Regions from separate parts of the Sus scrofa genome. Here all the other regions are linked to region 3. The links are chromatin contacts, called in public Hi-C and HiChIP or PLAC-seq maps. All regions are on one chromosome and are shown on one strand. Each heading gives the region's core, a stretch centred on a gene start, on an enhancer-like site or on the middle of the called end of the contact. The rest is flanking DNA. Distances are from core to core; before and after follow the strand shown. Region 1 has its middle 120 kb from the start of MARCKS. Region 2 has its middle 100 kb from the start of MARCKS. Region 3 holds the start of MARCKS (myristoylated alanine-rich C-kinase substrate).

Region 1 (3,763 bases), core at 842-3,341, 120 kb before region 3:
GTCTGGCAAGCAGCAGCAGTCCTGCTGGACAGAGGGTTTGTCTGCAAGGACTGTGGGGAAAAACCATGTGCAGGTTTACAGAGCATCCTCCTTGGGAAAAGTAGGGCATGTGGTGTAATTAAAAGTCATCCTGAAGACATCAGGTAAGAACCTGCTGTTTTTTTAATTAATTGCTTCCGTGATCCTATGACTTTAAAAGGGGTGCCGCTCATACAGGTTTAGAATTATTCCAGGTGTACATCCTCAATCAGATAAGGATAAAACAGTCTATCGGAAAATTTCATAAAGGTGAAAAGGGAAAGAGAAGCAAGAGTATGGGAGAGTGAGAAAGAATAAAAAATTATAAGTGTTCCCATCAGGGCTCAGTGGTAACAAACCGGACTAGTATCCATGAGGATGTGGGTTTGATCCCTGGCTTCACTCAGTGGGTTAGGAATCCTCTGTTGCCATGAGCTATGGTGTAGGTCGCAGACATGGCTTGGATCCCATGTTGCTGTGGCTGTGATGTGGGCCGGCAGCTACAGCTCCAATTTGACCCCTAGCCTGGGAACTTCCATATGCTAAGGGTGTGGCTCTAAAAAGACAATAAAAAGACCCCAAAAAAAATTATAAATAGTCATCCATCTGTAATTTGCTAAAATAATCATGTTCTCTTTTCATGCTCTGTGAACAACCTCACGTCCAAAGTACAACTCCCTACTTGACTTGCATCCTGCCTTTATATATAAATTAGTTGGGAAAAAAATTCCCAGAGTCTAGGTTAACAGAAAACAGCTGGAAAACAAACTGAGAGCCATATGTCATAGATTCCTCCAAGTAGAGAAATTTTTTAAAACTGTTTTGAAGAGTTGGCATGTCCAGAACAAGTAGGGTGAACCAAGGACTTTATGTGGTCTCCACACTCGCGAAAATAAAGATGGTGACGGGAGTTCCCATCGTAGCACAATAGAATCAAATCTGACTAGGAATCATGACATTGTGGGTTCAATCCCTGGCCTCCCTCAGTGGGTTAAGGTTCTGGCACTGGCGGGAGCTGTAGTGTAGGTCGCAGACACAGCTTGGATCTGATGTGGCTGTGGTATAGGCCGACAGCTGTAGCTCCAATTCGACCCCTAGCCTGGGAACCTCCTTATGCCACAAGCGTGGCCCTAAAACGCAAAAAATAATTAAATAAATAAATAAAGATGGTGAGGAGTATATCATTGTGTCAGTTAGGCAAATCTTATCTGAAATATTTTTTCCTTTCTCAATTATAAAATCCCCAACTAAATTATCTAAGTAATTTACTATCATTCTCAACTTTTCTTTTACACCATTGACATCTCCTTAGACGGAGAAATGGTTACATTTTAAAGAACACATTACAGCTCATGCCTTTAAAATTTCTACAATATTATTAACTTCTACTCTTCATGACCCTTCCGGATGAAAGAACACTGGTGGCATTAGAATGGCCTCCGGATGTCATCAGGTCCCATCCCCATCAAAAAGAAGAAATCCGGGACCTTAAACAGGACACTGTCTGTGTCCTTTCTTGAACTGTCTACTCTCTTTTCACAAATCATGATAATAAAACATTATTCTTTAAAGAAAAAAGAATACTTGAGTTAGACTTTATTAACTATAAGGTATGTTGTTTAAGGTAGTAACTTGTTTTAAGTTGTGTGTTTTCTTATTTTTCTCCCATCATCTTACTTGTGTTGTAAAAATCTGTATTCTTCTTTTCCCACTTAATACAGCAAATACGTCCCCTGGTATGACAGTGTAGTGGATATTCTATGAAGGAGACCTAAAAATTACACCTACCTCTTTTCAGAAGCCCCAAGGTTTTCATCAAGCTCATAGCTGTGTGTGTGTGTGTGTGTGTGTGTGTGTGTGTGTGTGTGTTTAGCCAGGCTCTGTGCCATGTGACCCTGCTACCTTAGCTTGATTCAGAACTAGGGCTGACATTGTACTCAATACACACACTCTCTATTCTAATAGGACATGCCAAATCTGTCAGATTTTCTGTCGCAGGTCAGAGAAGGTAAGAGTTGGTGGTTGATGGAATGTTGAGGAAGCCCAGAGAAAACCACAGAAAAGGCAATAAAGCAGGAACCATGAGGCAATATAACTTATGACACATAGTGGAGTAGAGAGAAATTGTGGCCCATTCAGATTAAGCTGAGTCACCCTGTTGTGTAAATCACTAACAAAGCCAATGGTCTGTTACTTTCAAAAGCTGATCAAAGAATTGAGTCATTAGAGATATATGAAATCTCGTAACCATAGTTAACATCTACATAACACTCGCTTAACGTCAGAAGTTGTTCTTTGTTCCCTATGTGTATCCTTCAGTCTAAGCTCTCCATCAGTCCTATGGTGTAGGTACTATTATCACCCTTATTTTTATTTTTATTTTATTTTATTTTATTTTGGCTTTTTACAGCTGCACCAACAGCATATGGAAGTTCCCAGGCTAGGGGTTGAATTGGAGCTATAGTTTCTGGCTTACACCACAGCCACAGTAACACCAGATCCGAGCCACATTTGAGAACTACACCACAGCTTACAGCAACACTGGATCCTTAACTCACTGATCAAGGTCGGGACCAAAGCTGGAACCTCATGGATACTATTTGGGTTTGTTAACTGCTGAGCCACAACAGGAATTCTATCATCCTTATTTTTAAAATGGGAGAACACTGGAGCAAAGCTATTAAGTGACTTGACAAAGATTCAAACTCAGGAGGGTTGGTTTTTATAATAAGAAATATATTTGGGTTGGTTTTCATAATAAGAAATATATCTGTTCTTCATCCCCTTTTCAGACACAGAGCTCCAAAAACTCATGGAATTTCCTAAGTGACAAGAGATATTCAAGGGTCTTGATATTCATAACAAACCTCTTTCAACAACAGCTGAGTTTATGTTAGTGAGGTAATTTGGGGACCGAACCTAATGATGGAGGCTGGTTGCCAGAGAAACAAACCATGTGATTAGAGAGTTGGAACTTTCAGTCCCACCTCACTGACCTCTGAGGAGGGGAGAGGGGATGGAGATTGAGCCCATGATGTAATCAATTGCCCCTATGTACTAAAGCCTCCATAAAACCCCAAAACCACTGGGTTCAAAGAGCTTCTGAGTCAATCCAAGAAGAAGACATAACAATTTTAAATATCTACACACCCAACATAGGTTCATCACAATATATAAGGCAACTGCTAACAACCTTAAAAGGACAAATTGACAATAACATGATAATAGTGGGGGAATTTAACACCCCACTTACAGCAATGGACAGATCATCCAGACAGAAAATCAACAAGGAAACACAAGCCCTGCATGAAGCATTAGACCAGATGGACTTAATAGATATTTATAGGACATTCCATCCAAAAGCAACAGAAGACACATTCTTCTCAAGTGCACATGGAATAATCTCTAAGACTGACCACATCCTGGGCTACAAATCAAACCTCGTAACTTTAAGAAAATTGAAATCATATCAAGCATCTTTTCCGACCACAATGCTATACGACTGGACATCAACAACAAGAAAAAACCTGCAAAAAACACACACACATGGAGACTAAACAACATGCTACTAAACAACCAATGGATCACTGAAAAAATCAAAGAGGAAATTAAAAAATACCTAGAAGCAAATGACAACAAAGATACGACACTCCAAAACCTATGGAATGCAACAAAAGCCATTCAAAGAGGAAAGTTTATAGCAATACAAGCCCACCTCAGGAAACAAGAAAAAGCTCAAATAAAC
Region 2 (3,742 bases), core at 474-2,973, 100 kb before region 3:
TCCGTAGGCAAAGTTAGGGCTGAGAAGCCCTGTTTGTATCCTTCTCCATTATCAGCAGTGACCTAAAAACCAAATCTCTGATCTTGGCCCCTCTCTTCCTGTTGAACCTGAAGCTTCCTTTCTTTACATGAGCAGAGACAAGTCTAATAAGTAGCAAATATTAAATCACTACAAAATGAAATGGCCTGAGCACAAAGTCCTTCTGTACATACCAAACAAAGATTAAAATCTGTGTAAATAATTCAGGTTTCCAAACACTTTTTACCAGATAATTAAAGCCAAATTACTTTTTCTTTGGCTTGAAAATTTGGGTAATTGGCTTATCTCTCTACCTTGCTCTGGGGTGCAGACAAAGCCTATAGCAAAAAGTAAAGCATTCTGCTGTTTGCTTGACCTCAGGAGAAAAGAGGAGAGGTGGTAATTTTACTTTGTGGTGGAGTGTTGATACAACCAAATCCAAAAGCTGTCAGTCTTTTGCTGGATGAATTGTGACTTCAGAAAACACTGCATCAGAAGTCAGAAACGAAATGTTAATCCCTTCTCTCTGTGCCTCTCGAAACTCTATTTATCTATTTTATTTATTTATTTTTGACAAATCCTGGTATTTTTGTGACAATACTCTCTTCCCATTATTTCCTCGTGGCATGCTAAAGGATCTTTGGGTTCTGACCTTTTGATATGAAAACAGGCATTACAGCCATGATTTTGTGGCTCTTTTTTTCTTTGATTTAGGGAAGTGGCACAAATGTGTGGAATAATCACAGAAGTTCACATTTCCTCTTACAAACAAATGAAAAGGGCAACTCACCAGAGTTTCTCGCTGACTTCAGGGGCCTTTTCTTTAAAAAGAAAGTGAGAAAGAAGAAAATTTAGAAAATATTTAATTTTATGATATCTACAGAGACGGTGACCTGGGGAAGATCCAAGAAGTATTCTCAAAGTTTTAGCAAATTGCTCTCCTGTGAATAGCAGTACGAAGAGCTGAGATAGAATCTTAGTTCAGTCCCCCAACTAATTGTGTGATTTAGGGAAAACTTTCTCTGAACCTTGTTCAGTCTTCAGTAAAGTGATCTCACAGGATCCTTAAAGAGATTAAATTAGATAAGTAATGCGTTTGCATGGTAGGTAGCAAGGAGTACAGATTATTATCCCTCTGGGCAGATTCCCCAAAGGCCAGCTTTGGCTCCATTTCTCAGACTCTTCTCTGTCCACACCAAACTGAGGTATTAAATAATTAAGAAATGGTGATTTGAGATGTTTCCACAGTAGAGGATGTTATTTAAAAAAAAAAAAAATTAAAGGAGAGAACTAACAAACTCAAAACCCACAGAACATATGAAAACTGGATAAGCAGCTTTTATGATACAGCATTCACTTTGGAGCAATAACCCATAACTATGAGGGCAATTAATCCAAATGGGGCCGTAATTATAGAACACGAGGGCTGTGTCATCAAGACACAAAGGAAGCATCTTTCATTCTAATTCCACTGGATTCTAGAGTGACTGGACTTGGACTGAAAGACCCGCACGTGCACAGACCTCAACAGCGACCATGGTGAGGAACCATCAGAGCATTGTCCCCTCCTGAAGAAGCCAGGCTCCTGACCAACCGACCTATGGCTCAGAGCCTCTGTGGGACCCTCCTAGCCACAGCCCCACATCCTGCTGGCTCTGGATTCCTGCTCTGAGCTCACATTCCAAGCCTTCCCTGAACTCCCCCTCCCTGGGACTCCTCCAGGTCACAGCCTGAGGGATTCTGAGGCTGGAAGAAGACACTCTGAGAAGATTAAGGGTGGGAACTCTTTTAACTCCCAAACAAATCTGAAAGGGGGCTGGGGCTCTGCACTTGCAGATGAAAGAGATTTAGGCTTGTGAATCACTGAAAATAGCAGGAAATCAGACAAGAAGGGCCTTGTCCCAGAGTAATAGCCTCACTCAGAGATTAAAATAGGTCTGACCTTTGTCTGTGGGACTGTGTTGTCTCAGTCACATTTAGCCGCTCCAGCTGAGGACCTGTGGAAGCCTCCATCTGCGTGTTTTGAAACTGCATCTCTGCGTCGGGGGTGGCTTCTCCCTCAACACAGAGGAGCCACTTATTCAGGGCAGCACTTACTGGAGCTTATGAGCTCTAAGCCAAGAAAATGGCGCTCACTGAAATTCCAGCTGTTTTTTTTTCTCCTGCTCAAGTGAAGTTACAGAGAAATAAGACAATCAAGGAAATTGAGATTCTCCAAATAACACTGAAGTTATGGGACTGTCATCTACTACCTTACTTGCCTCTAGAGGGGCCCAAGGGTCCCAATCTCTTTGAGTGGCTTCTTTGATTAAACAACTTATTCAGGGGGCATTCCGTGATGGACTGATGGTTAAGGATCTAGCGTTGTCACTGCTGTGGCTCAGGTTCAATCCTTGGCCTGGAAGCTTGCACATGCCAAAGCATGGATTAAAAAAAAAAAGAAAGAGAAATAGGATTGACACTTTTTTTTTAAAGGAAGCGAACATTAAAAGATATAGAAAAAGGAGATCCCGTTGTCGTGGCTCAGAGGTAACGAACCCAGCTGGTTTCCATGGGGACACAGGTTCAATGCCTGGCCTTGCTCAGTAGGTTAAGGATAATGCGTTGCTATAGCTATGATGTAGGTTGGCAGCTGCAGCTTCAGTTAGACCCCTAGCCTGGGAACCTCCATATGCACAGTCCTACAAAACAAAAAAAAAGATATTGAAACAGTAAACAAACAAAAAAGCTTATTTGAGGAGTCAACTCAAATAAGGACACTGGGGTACAGCTTTGTTGAGCAGGATCAACACAACAGAAGGCAAGCTATATATGGATAGGATGCCCCAGATCAGGAGACTAGAAGCCTGCTTTCTACCTCTAGCCCTGCCAATGAGTCACTGCCTCAAATTCAGTTCTCTGCACCTTGGTTTCATCTTCTACAACTATAAAGTGGAGATAATAATACCCATTCCTCTCCGGTTTCTCAGTATATTGTAAAAAGAAATTATTGCATATGTGAGCCCTGGGGAGAAATGACTGAAATCAAAGCATCATTATTGCTTTTTCTTATTGCCAAATAGTCTCTATGGTAATCATGACTTTCTTTCACTAATAACCCATGCTACCTCTGGCCTGGTAACCTACATGTCAAAAGATGGACTTCACGTTGCAGCCTTTGAAGACTTTGAGTCTTTTTTATTTATTCGATTTTTAATTTTTTTTTTTTCACTTTTTATGGCACACTCTTAGCATATGGAAGTTCCCAGGCTAGGGGTCAAATCGGAGATGCAGCTGCCAGCCGACAACAACCACAGCAACACGGGATCCGAGCTGCATCTGTGACCTTACAACCACAGCTTTCAGCAACACCGGATCCCCAATCCCTGCGAGAAGCCAGGGATGGAAACCACATCTTCATGGATACTAGTTGCATTCGTTTCCCAATGGGAATTCCTAACACTTTACTTTTAATTTACACATGACACCTAATTTGCTTACTTCATTTTGCCAAAAATCATTTTGCACAAGCAACTTCCACGAAGATGCAACAGGAGCCAAAGTGAACATTAGGATCTTTGAATATGATATAGATGAGCTAGGGATATAAGCTCTCGATCTCAGAGGGTACTGTCTAATTAGACAGTGGTGGCCCTCTTCTTTTCTGATTTACTCTTCTGAGGGGCTCTCTGACCTGGAAAGAATCACGTGACACCACTCAACCAAATGTTCTATTTACACCACA
Region 3 (3,947 bases), core at 704-3,203:
AAAAGCAGCCCCCAAATGGAGGGCTAAGAACCCGTCTGGAGAAAATTTGAAAACGAGCTAGCAGTCACCCCAAATTTAACCGGGAGGGGGATGTAGACGAAGGGACTTGGTTCACTTTTGGGGGGCGGGGGCGGTAATCAACAGCCTAAAAGTCTTCTGAGAATCGCCTGGATGGTGGCTTTGGATCAGCCCAGTTGGCTTTTCAAGTTGGAACTCCGCTAATACAAGGGATTCGCATCCAACGCGGCGACTGGGGTCTTGGGCCAGGCCAGCGGGCTCCCTTAAGGGTGATAACACGTTTGGCAAGATACACTTTTACGGAAACATCTTAACATCAGTTCTGGGGGATATGACTTCATGATTGAATGATGCATCTGAATAAGTGGACAGTGAGAAGACGAGGCTTCATGAAAAGATATGCAGCTTGATTTTCAAAGCAATAGTTGAACAAAGAGTTATTGGCTTGAACTAACCGTCTTTTTCACTCAGTGTGACCCATTTCCCTACAATGAGCTGAAAAATAAAACTGTTTTAGAATTCAGAGCCAGCACCAGGAGAAATGAACCATTACTTCGACTGCTTCTCACCTCCATAAGCAGAAGATAATTCATTTCAGGATCACTAAAGGTAGCCTGATTTGGACACAAGTGAAAACTTTGGGAGCAGAAATGTAGGTGATAGGAGAATGCTTATAAGTGTGTATCCTTGATTTTTAGCCCCACCCTCTCACCTTCTATTCTTTAAATCAGTGCTCTGTCTTTCACGCACAAACAGCTTCTGATACTTCGGTGGCAAGGGTTACAGATGGAGGTACCCTGGGTTCCTTAATAGAAGCTTCCTTTCTAACTCAAGTTAGGCTTGAAGCGTTCAGGGTTCTTCTTGCTATCTCTCAATGTGTAATTTCTCCTTAGAACTGTAATAGTCAATCCGGTTGTTCAGAGTTTCATCACTGCTGTCTCCCTGCCTTCCAGGAGCCCACTGGCTTGCATGCACACTTACGCACGTTCAGAAAAAAAAGAGTCCATCCCATCCTGGCAGTAGGCTGAAAAAAATTCATATCGACGCGAATTGCCTCTTAACTGTAAATATAGATTCGTACACTCTATGCTGTAGGATCTCATTTCACCCTAGAGAAAATTGTCATTTCACACAGCGATAAAATGTAAACCTTTTCGATCTTTTGTACATGGCCCTCACTTAATTTTGTTGGGGGGAGGGGGGAATCATTAATTGGATTGGGGCGGGGGAGAAGGTTGATGAGCGCCGTAGGCCAATCTTGAAATATTTTATTTCATGCCAATGTGGGATAGGGAAGGGAGTGTGGCTTCGGCTGCTTGCTGCTTTTGCATTTTCCACATCTGGCCTACAGACCTAATTCTAACTCGCGATCTCGTTTGATGAAATTCGATCTTCTTGGTTTAAATACCTTTCAATTTCGGGCGATTTCGCATTTGCAACCGTTAAAAAAAAAATGCTGTTGAGTATCTGTGAAGTCAATATGGAACACAGAGAAAGAAAACATGCTGCACACAAACCCCAACCATTGTCTTAAAAACTCGCATAGACACACATACACATAAACACACGGAAAGATGGGGGAGGGGAGAGGGTGGAAGGAGACAGACGCAGATACAGACAGAGGAGAGTCAAAGCAAGTCAAGTTAACGTTTTCTCCGCCCCCATCCACAAGTACTCCCCCTCCCGCGTTAATTAATTACAAACAAAGCAAACCAATCAAGTAATGCATTATTATTTTTAAGCCGAGGGAGGCGAGAGGCATGTATTTTTTAATTGATTTATTTATTTGGAGGACATTAATTCTCGGTATGAGGCTGATTTTCAAACCGTTTGCAAAGCGCGGCTCCATTGTTCGAGGCGAGCGCAGGCCCCGCCCCCTGCTTTGTGTGCAACGCGCGGATTGGCCGGCGTGCGCGGGGGCCGCGTCAGCGCCCGTGAGCCCATTCATCTGTGCACTTGGGCGTTGGACTCCGCATCTTATTAGCAACCAGGGAGATTTCTCCATTTTCCTCTTGTCTACAGTGCGGCTACAAATCTGGGATTTTTTTTATTACTTCTTTTTTTTTTAAACTACACTTGGGCTCCTTTTTTTGTGCTCGACTTTTCCACCCTTTTTCCCTCCCTCCTGCGCTGCTGCTTTTTGATCTCTTCGACTAAAATTTTTTTATCCGGAGTGTATTTAATCGACTCTGTTCTGTCCTCTTCACCACCCCCACTCCCCCCTCCCTCCGGTGTGTGTGTGCTGCTGCTGCCGCTGCCGCCGCCGCTGCTGCCGCTGCTGCTGCTCGCCCCGTCGTTACACCAACCCGAAGCTCTTTGTTCCCCCCTTGGATCTGTTGAGTTTCTTTGTTGAAGAAGCCAGCATGGGTGCCCAGTTCTCCAAGACCGCTTCGAAGGGAGAAGCCGCTGGGGAGAGGCCCGGGGAGGCGGCTGTGGCCTCGTCGCCTTCCAAAGCGAATGGGCAGGTAATTTCTACCTGTGGTTCTGGTCATTTCTTTGGTATCTTTCTCTAGTCCCTACGCTTCCCCTTCCTTCCTGGTCGTGCCTGAGGCGCATTAGGCGGAAAGGAGAGAGCCAGATTCCAATATGAAAGTTGAATGGAAAGCGATAGCCTAAATTGTAAATTTCTCATAGGTGGTGTCTCCCCCTGCCCCAAAGTGGTGGTTCCCAGAAAATCCTGGCGAATTCTCGTGTAGACGGGAGGAAAGAAGTGATAAATTGTCTAAAATGGCGTGTTTGGAGCTTGGCAGAACGTGACTAGCTAGGTGCTACCCCACACCCCCACCCCCAGGCAGGTTGCATTTCTGTTGGGTGGGCACAAAGGTGTTTGGGTGTCTCGTGTTTGTTGTCGAGACTGAGTCGCCTTCAGGATATCTGAACTGGTGTGGTTGTGTAAGTGGGTAGGGAAGTGGGGGGGCGCAATAGGGATGGCGGTGGAGAAAGCCTAGGAGGGAAGGGCTGTCTCATTGTATGCCGAGGCGGCGTGCCCTGGGTTCTTGGAAAGGTGACTGGCCGGTTGGCTGGCTGGAGGTGAACAGAAGGGTTTCACTACCTTTTGATGGGCTTTCCTACTGTTCTAAATCCCTGTTCGTAGCTGTCTAATTACACACACATCTGACTTTTAAGTGGATGGGAAGACTGGGTCCTTGAAGAACCTGTCCAGATGGTCAACAAGAGGCAATTCGTGTGTTTCAGTCAGGGCTATTGGTGTGCGTGGCGCCTGGACCACTGCAGGGGCTGCCCCGGCGCTGCCCAAACCTAGGCGGATGGCCACGGTTGGGTGGGCGCGAGAGGTCGGCCAAGGGTGGTTGCTTCACAAACACCGGGCACGCACCACGCCTCTTTTCCTAGAGCAGAGGCCGTGTTGCTTCGCTTGCCCTAACCTAATGGGGAAGGCGAGCTCTGCCAAGAGGCTCTGAACCCGTTAAAAATGCAAAATGAACAGCTGGGGCGCGCCACGGCTTCGCAAAATCCCGGGCGAAGGTGGGCGTGGAAGAAAGGCAAGACCTACGAAATAATGGGTTTCTCTCTGCCTTGTTTGTATCCCAACCAGGATGCCACCTGAGCTTTGTTTGCGGACTCTGGGCTGCGCGATCCCGGCTCGGGGGCGCCTCGGCCAGCGGGCAGGGCCCGACCCGGCAGGGCGGGGTGGCCGGCGGCCCCGCCCCTCGGCGCCCTCCTGCGCCTAGCTCTGAGCGGTGGAGGCGCAGCGCCCCCTGTCGACCCCAGGCCTTAGGCGGGCGAAGGGCGTTTGCGCGGGCAGCCTAGGCGCTTCTCGCAGAAACGCTGGGCTGCCCCCTGGGAGTTCTTGGTGCTTTGAAGCTGTCTTTAGAGTTTAGAGGGAAAGAGGGATGTGCAGTCTAGGCGCAGATCACCACCAGCTCTGGCTTCTGTGCCTTCTTCCAAAGGGCGTTTGGTGTATCATATTA

What was found. Hi-C and Micro-C count contacts between places; a contact is called where the count stands out from the background. HiChIP or PLAC-seq counts read pairs in DNA pulled down with a chosen protein or histone mark.
Region 1: a contact with region 3 is called in a Hi-C map of embryonic fibroblasts, with 2.4 times the contacts expected there. The contact joins the enhancer-like site here to the promoter of MARCKS in region 3. A contact is called at or near these places in 1 of 5 promoter capture datasets (liver), 10 of 47 Hi-C or Micro-C datasets (adipocytes, alveolar macrophages, brain and 7 more) and 2 of 2 datasets of contacts at active chromatin or transcription factors (alveolar macrophages and skeletal muscle).
Region 2: a contact with region 3 is called in an H3K27ac HiChIP or PLAC-seq map of skeletal muscle. The contact joins the enhancer-like site here to the promoter of MARCKS in region 3. A contact is called at or near these places in 5 of 47 Hi-C or Micro-C datasets (adipocytes, embryonic fibroblasts, epiblast stem cells and 1 more) and 2 of 2 datasets of contacts at active chromatin or transcription factors (alveolar macrophages and skeletal muscle).

Annotation. Positions count from the first base shown.
Region 1 is chr1:79,665,885-79,669,647 of Sscrofa11.1, forward strand. No RefSeq gene overlaps it. Among named protein-coding and RNA genes, the nearest start is that of MARCKS, 120 kb to the right of the region's middle. Within about 2 kb of position 2,092, at least 10 of the 83 cell types and tissues checked have an H3K27ac peak or open chromatin away from gene starts, as enhancers often do. A contact at or near this core is called in alveolar macrophages and embryonic fibroblasts, where this site is marked.
Region 2 is chr1:79,686,953-79,690,694 of Sscrofa11.1, forward strand. No RefSeq gene overlaps it. Among named protein-coding and RNA genes, the nearest start is that of MARCKS, 100 kb to the right of the region's middle. Within about 2 kb of position 1,724, at least 14 of the 83 cell types and tissues checked have an H3K27ac peak or open chromatin away from gene starts, as enhancers often do. A contact at or near this core is called in skeletal muscle, where this site is marked.
Region 3 is chr1:79,787,843-79,791,789 of Sscrofa11.1, forward strand. It overlaps MARCKS (myristoylated alanine-rich C-kinase substrate), which reads left to right and starts at 1,954. Exons shown (of 2, transcript XM_021091501.1): 1 at 1,954-2,483. The coding sequence starts at 2,382.